2 separate regions of the Mus musculus genome follow, and region 1 is linked to region 2. A link is a contact called in public promoter capture Hi-C data. All regions are on one chromosome and are shown on one strand. The core of a region is the stretch at or near the end of the contact, and the rest is flanking DNA. Distances in the headings are between cores, read along the strand shown.

Region 1 (3,394 bases), core at 616-3,115, 280 kb after region 2:
CTTTACCTCCCTCCCACCTGCCTGGCTCACAGCCCCTCCTGTTCAGGGCAAGCTGGATGCCTTAATTTCCTGGCCCACTCCCTACACATTCCTGCTCCTCTGAGCTCACATGAGGGTCCCTCCCCCAAACTCCTGCCTCATTTCTGCTGATCCAGAGCCTGCCCACTCACTAAAGTAACAGACCCTTAAGAGAGCAATTACATGCCTGCTACTATATAAACTGATTAAAAGTACCTTAATAATGTGCTTTTAAAATGTATATCTAAAGACTATATACAGGCCTAAACCAGGGTTTATGATACAATGCCATGAAAATAGAAAAAATATACAAAACACACACTATGATTAAGCCTACATAATAGTGTACACACCCAAGGGCGGGGGGAAAAGCACAGAATTATATAATAAAGGGTCGTGGGATTCAATGGGAGGGCTGGTGACTGTCAAGACTCTTCACAATGACTCTAATTTTTCAATACAAACCCTGCTTTTGGAATTAAAGATCCAGCGCTCTTAGATCCCCCAGCCTCACATCCTTCTTGAAGCCTCCCTACCTCCAGCCACATAACCTTCCCTGTTAGTTTCTACCCATTCCTTACCCAGGACAGTGGGGGCTGCAGAGCACCCTAGCAATGGGCTTTGGAGTTGGCAGCAGAGGCTAACTAGCTCTAGGTTAGGGTGCTGCTTCTCCTGAGTTCACACCTGGACCTTGGACAGGTTATTTGCTCTCACTGCCTGGGTGTGCTTATCTTTGTGACCCTTCCTGCTCACAGGATGCTGTGGAGACCCCCTGCGGCCATAGCTGAGGGCTTCTTAATCAGTATTGTGCTAGCATCTTGTGCTGCTGTCTGGTAGCCTGTAGTACAATACTAGCCCTTCAATCTGATAGGGTACCCTACACTTATGTGCATTCACTGCAGAGGCACTGTAAATTTCCCCCTCCCCAAATTTATAACCTGCCTGGCTCTTTTCCATGCATTCTACCTCTTTCTAGGCACACTATGCTAAAGTGTTTTGCATCCGGAGGTGACACTACTCCAACCAATGGCAATCTGAGGCTCTTGTTATGCCAGACAGCAAGACTCCAGCTCCATCACCAGGCCTTTAGCCACGTCAAGGCCTTTCAAACCTGGGCTGCAAGACTTCTTGATGAAGGCCTAAGATATACAGAGGACCAAGGAGACAGCATAGCATTCCCTGCATACTGTCAGCAGAGGCACTTTGGGCTCAGTGTCCCATCTGTGAAGCAGGACAAAGGGGTCACCTTCCATGCAGAGCTGTATCAGGATCACATCAGACAGCACTTGGGTCTGAGCTTCTCAGAGCACAAATACTGGACACACATGGCAGTGACCAGTGCTACCATTTGTCTGCACTGATTATAACACACAGCCCTGCCTCCACTTTCAGATGCGCTCCTACATCATGGCTACAAGAGAGCAACCCATCACAGAAGCAAACGCCTAGAGCTCAGACTCCGGGTCCCCTCACTGATCCCAGGCTGGGCTGAGTAGAGGCATCCCCCCACCCCCACCCCATTGAGCATCCCTTAGGTCCTACCTCCTCTCCCACCAAGCTCTCAGGACCCGCTGAAGGGAAGCAGCAACCTGGGTTGCAGAATTAGGTAGAACTCTAGACACCTTAAACATGTGGCAGCTATGGAAACAGGCTGTCCTACAGCTCCGTGGGGCCTGGCCATGTGGGACTGTCCAGTGCAGACTATCCATCCAGCCTGGCTGTCTCAGTGGCTCTGAGGTAGCTACAGTGCAGGGCTTTAAGAGCCACGTCACCCCCTCCCCAGTGCCCAGGAGATGGTGAGGTGAATCCATGGCTCATAGCCCGGGTTGTGCTCAGGAGGCTGAGTGCTAGAGAACTTCAAAGGCCTCCTGAGGCCCTGGGCTCTGAGCTGCCCACTCACTGGCCTGGTCGGTCGGCTGGCAGCTGGGACGTTTGTGTTTCTTTTAATATCAACTCTCAGGCATTTAACATTCTTCGAAGCTAAAACCAGAAACATTTTCCTTAGCAGAATGTGCTTTCGGCTTTGCCAAATACAACCTGGCAGCCTCCCCTCCCCCGAGACCTCCATCTGCTCCTGTCTCCAAGAGCTGATGATTTATGGTATTTCCTCTGGGCCTGAGCAGCACCGTGAGGGCAGAGGGAGCCGGGCTGCCTGCCATCCAGGGGGAGACTCCTGGCCCTGGGATCTGAGTGGAGAGAGGCAGGGGGCCGTAGTGCTCACAGAGCTGGCTGCCCTGGTCACTCTTACATTTTACAGCCATCGATGGCCCAGGCAGCGTGGCAGCTTCTTACATCGCTTGGCTGCTTGTCTGCCAAGGCTGGCCAGGCCAGCCTGGAACTTGTTCCCTGCTTATTGCTTGGGCCTTGACCAAGGCCATAGAGGTGAGGGTTTTGCTACTTAAGAGGACATGTGACAGGGATTGGATTCAGAGAGCTTTCTGTCATTCTTATTTCCGAAACAATGAAGGGCTGGCACGTGGTTGCCTAGCAGCACTGTCTCCCTGGTGACAGCACCAATGAACAGGGTACAGGTCCCTCAGCATCAGGAAAGCTGTGCTTAAGAACATGAGGCAGATGGCTGGGCCTCGACTGGAGGGTACCACCCCTCTATTTAGATACTGAACCCAAGACAGGTGGGGGATGGGGATACCCACACACCTCCCAGTGGCACCAAGTAAAACACCAGAGAACAATCAACACTATCTTAAAAAAGAACGCAGTGGTTACAACCCTTAGAGGACCCAGGATTTGTTTCTAGCACCCTCCATCCTTAACTCTAATACCAGGGGGTACAACACCTTCTCTGGTTCCGCCGGCACCAGTCACACAAGCAGTGAATACACATGCATGCTGGCAAAATCCCCATAAACATGAAATAAAAACTAGTATTAAAAAAGAGTGACACATGGGGCTGGAGAGATGGCTCAGCAGTTGAGAACACTGACTGCTCTTCCTGGGGTCCTGAGTTCGATTCCCAGCAGCCACTTGGTGTCTCACAACCATCTGTAATGGGTTCTGATGCAATCTTCTGGAGTGTGTCTGAGGACAGCTACAGTGTACTCATATAAATAAAAATTTTTAAAAAATCTTTAAAAAACAGAAAAAGAGTGACACTCCCTGCCCAGGATGAATTTGGTATGCATGTTGGGGTCAAAAGTTAAGAGACCCAGAGCATCCATGCCTGCCACCCAGCCTTGTCATTATCTCCCTTAAGTTCATGGTCACAGAATCTGCACACACTGTGTCTTAAGGGTGAGCCACACAAGGCGCCAAGCAGCAGTGTGAATGGCTCCATGCTAAACATTATCCCTCAAGCTTTCTCGAGAAGATAAGTAGATAGCAGCATTTTTCAAAACTGGCACAATGCCTCAGAGAT
Region 2 (3,619 bases), core at 494-2,993:
AATAAAAGCATTAAACGTTATAGAAAAGTTATTCCTTCTTTGAAAGTTAACTTTTCTTCTTTCTCCTTTTTTCCTTTTTTTTTTTTTTTTTTTTTTTTTGATAAGGTCTCATAAATCCCAGACAGGTCTCAAGCTTACCACGTAGCCAAAGATGACCTTGAACTTCTGATTCTCCTGCCTCTCCTGCCTCTCCTGCCTCTCCCTCCCACGTGCTAAGACTATAAGTGTTTGCACCCATACGTGGTTTATGGGTTTATGCCATGCTTTTAGGACTGAATCTGGGGCTTCATGTTATTATGCTGGGTTAGCACTCTTCTAAGTTACATTCCCAGCCCTGATGATTTTTTTTTTTTTGGTCTTGTTTTGTTTTAAGACAGGGTCTCACTGTACAGCCCTGGCTATATAAAATAGGCTGGTTCTGAACTCAGAGATCCACTTGTGTCTACCCCTGAGTGCTGGGATTAACGGTGTGCACCACGACAGCCCGCCTGATGGTAACTGCTTTTGAACAGTCTGTTCCAGCTCCCTTCGTTTTGTATGGGCAGTAAAACACTGGCCAAAGAATCAAGCTCTTTGCCATAGAGTTTACATGAAAAGCCACAAGAGAAGAATTACTTTTAAATTTGAGATTTCAGTGCTTTCATCAAAAAATGTGATTCAGATATGACTAGATTAACAATATGCCTTTCATTAAAAAAGCATATGGCATTACTTACCTTATTTTCAGTCTAATTTTGTTCACAACATCGTCAATGTTTGCCAGAGACTACAATAAAGAAAAGAAGATTGCTGGCTGTTAATGTCCTTGTTGGAATTTTCTTTCACAGAGAAATAATGCACTCAAGGGATGTTTGTGACACCTCAAGAAGTTTGATCTTGATAGCACATTTAATTCTTTTAAAAATCATCTTATTTTTTTAAAATGTTTTGGTTTGTGTACATGTGCACATGGTGTACATGTGTGTAGGCATGTATGTCCATTCTTTGAACACACAGATGCACAGGCCAGAGGGTGACATCAGGAGTCTTCCTCACTGCCCACCTTATGTACTGAGGTAGTGTCTCTCACACCCAAGGCTCACCGATCCACCTAGTCTTCCCTGCCAGCTTGCTCTGGAAACCCCTTGTCTTCACCTTCTGAGTGCTGAGAGTATAGGCAAGCCACCATGCCCAGCATCTACATGTGTGCTCAGGAACCAGACTCAGTCGCCACACTTTTTCACCCTCAGCAGTGCGTACTGAGCCATCTTCCCAGCCCCTAAGCATAGCTGACAAATACTATCTGTTCTCTTTTTGAAGCTTTATTGGAAGGCAGCCACATTAGTCAACTCCCATGTGGCTGTGGCTGCTCATGTACTGTGGTGGCAGAGCTGGGAAGCTGTACCGGGCACTGCGGGACCTATAAAGCTTAGAAGACTGTCTTGACCTTTATGGGAAGTTTGCTAACACAGGACATACAAGGTTGTGGCCTGGATGAGATGGTGCAAGCTTGTATTTCCAGCACTCAGGAGACAGAGCCAGGGGAGTCTCTTGAGTTCTAGGCTGGCCAGCACTACAAAGTGAGACCCTGCCTCGAAAGAAAAAAAAATATGACTATAAAACAAACTATAGAAAGACATGGGATGAATGGATACAGCCATACCAAGATGCCTAATTCTTACACACCACTGCTGGGGAAAGTCAGGAGCAAGGCTGCAGATGACACAACCCCACTGATGCAATCCCAAAGCAGGGGGGGGGCTACTTCTCACCCGAGTCCAACAGCAGCTCTCTGAGGAAGCAGTGGCTGACACAGCCAGAGAGGCTCACCGAGGACACTGTGTTAGTCCTCAGGGTCCTCCTTGAGTGATGGTGCCCTTCACCTGGGAAAGTTCATGAGTCTGCTCAAGCAAGCACAATGGTACACACCTGTAATGCCAGCACTCAGGAGTCTGAGGCAGGAGGATCACAAGTTTGAGTAGCAGTCTACTTAGTGAGTCTCTTTAAAAAAAAAAAAATCAGGCAGTGGTGGCTGAGTATTTGTCTATATTTTAATTCATCTCTACTGACTGCTATGGAATAGTGAAAACAAGCAAACCTCGAAAGAAAATACGGTGAAATGGTGCCCCCTGGTGGAAGATGGGAGGATGGTAATTTTCTAATTCCCTTGGCCTTTTCCCCAACAGATACTTTTTCTCAGGAGGAACTACGCTTAAAAATTAAAAATTGCTTCTGGCTCTCTGCTACAGGAGGAAGCCAGAAACCTTCCAGGAACAGACCTGAGATGCCACATTACCCTGTTCACACAACTTCCGCTAAGCCAAGGCTTACTCGGAATTTTCAGAAATCCAAGAATAGTCAGCCAGCGGTGAAAGTGAAATTCAGAAAAGAGAAGCTATTTTAATGAGGAAAACAACTCAGGTGGGGTGAACTTGTTCCTACTCTGTTATGTTAGTCCCTTCACAACTGGACTGTGTATGATTTAAATCACTGCCCATGTCAGAACAGCCAGTGAGTTATCCAGGACCACACACTCGTCCACTCTGCCACTGCCAACTCGCTGGAGGGCAGTTGTTCAACATCCCTGAGTTTCTAAGGAAAATGAGCATAACAGCTCCTGGCCTACTAACTCTGCTGGAGCCCTCTTTTTTTGTTTTGTTTTGTTTTGTTTTGCTTTTTTCGAGACAGGGTTTCTCTGTGTAGCCCTGGCTGTCCTGTCCTGACTCACTTTGTAGACCAGGCTGGCCTCGAACTCAGAAATCCGCCTGCCTCTGCCTCCTGAGTGCCGGGATTAAAGGCGTGCACCACCACGCCCGGCTTGGAGCCCTCTTAAAGCAACAGTAGTGAGAGTGTGTGTGTGTGTGTGTGTGTGTGTGTGTGTGTGTGTGTGTGCGCGCGCGCGCGCGCACGTGTGCACTTAAGTGCAGGTATGTGCACACAAGTACCACGGCTTGAGCACAAATCTCAAAGGACAGCTTGTGAGGGTCGGGTCTCTTCTGTTGTGTGAGTCCTGGGACTGAACATAAGTCCTCACATAGGTCCTCAGGCTTAGGGGCACGTGCCTTACCTGTTGAGCCTTCTACCAGTCTGTGTATATAGTCATTGTCTGTCTGTCTGTCTGTCTCTCTCTGTCCCCCTCCCTCTCTCTCCTCCCCTTTGTCTTTCTCTCTGTCTGTGTCTCTGTCTGTTTCTCTCTCTCTCTCTCTCTCTCTCTCTCTCACACACACACACACACACACACACACACGTTGACTTAAAAAATGTTTTAAGACCAGATGGTAGTGGCACACATCATTATCCCAGCACTCCTCAGAAAGCAGAGCCAAGCAGATCTCTAAATTCGAGGCCAGCCTGGTCTACAGAGCGAGTTCCAGGACAGCCAGGGCTACACAGAGACACCCTGTCTCAAAAGAAAAACAAAGTATTTGAGAAATCTGGATGAAGGCAGCCAGGAATTCTGCTTTGTTACCACACCTCTAAATGAGGGACATACAAGATAATATGTCTTACATACTCATGGATAACTATGTATATATCATATATAATTACACACTATAAGACTGTTTTAATTACAAGTATAAAATATTTATAAGGTATTTAAAATTGTCAAAACATATTCACAAGCAAAAATCTAGACAGT

What was found. Capture Hi-C pulls out chosen DNA fragments and counts their contacts.
Region 1: a contact with region 2 is called in a promoter capture Hi-C map of adipose tissue. The contact joins two enhancer-like sites. A contact is called at or near these places in 2 of 39 promoter capture datasets (the C10 cell line and the HPC-7 cell line), 5 of 115 datasets of contacts at active chromatin or transcription factors (the 230-238 cell line, craniofacial prominence, embryonic stem cells and 2 more) and 3 of 9 other capture datasets (adipose tissue, liver and pancreatic islet).

Annotation. Positions count from the first base shown.
Region 1 is chr11:76,447,881-76,451,274 of GRCm38.p6, forward strand. The region is part of intron 16 of Abr (active BCR-related gene); the gene reads right to left. Among named protein-coding and RNA genes, the nearest start is that of Timm22, 42 kb to the left of the region's middle. Within about 2 kb of position 1,866, at least 93 of the 459 cell types and tissues checked have an H3K27ac peak or open chromatin away from gene starts, as enhancers often do. A contact at or near this core is called in adipose tissue, where this site is marked.
Region 2 is chr11:76,165,483-76,169,101 of GRCm38.p6, forward strand. Vps53 (VPS53 GARP complex subunit) reads right to left here. Exons shown (of 22, transcript NM_026664.4): 3 at 717-766. All of the region lies in intron 2 of Gm46252 (a long non-coding RNA gene), which reads left to right. Among named protein-coding and RNA genes, the nearest start is that of Vps53, 12 kb to the right of the region's middle. Within about 2 kb of position 1,744, at least 41 of the 459 cell types and tissues checked have an H3K27ac peak or open chromatin away from gene starts, as enhancers often do. A contact at or near this core is called in adipose tissue, where this site is marked.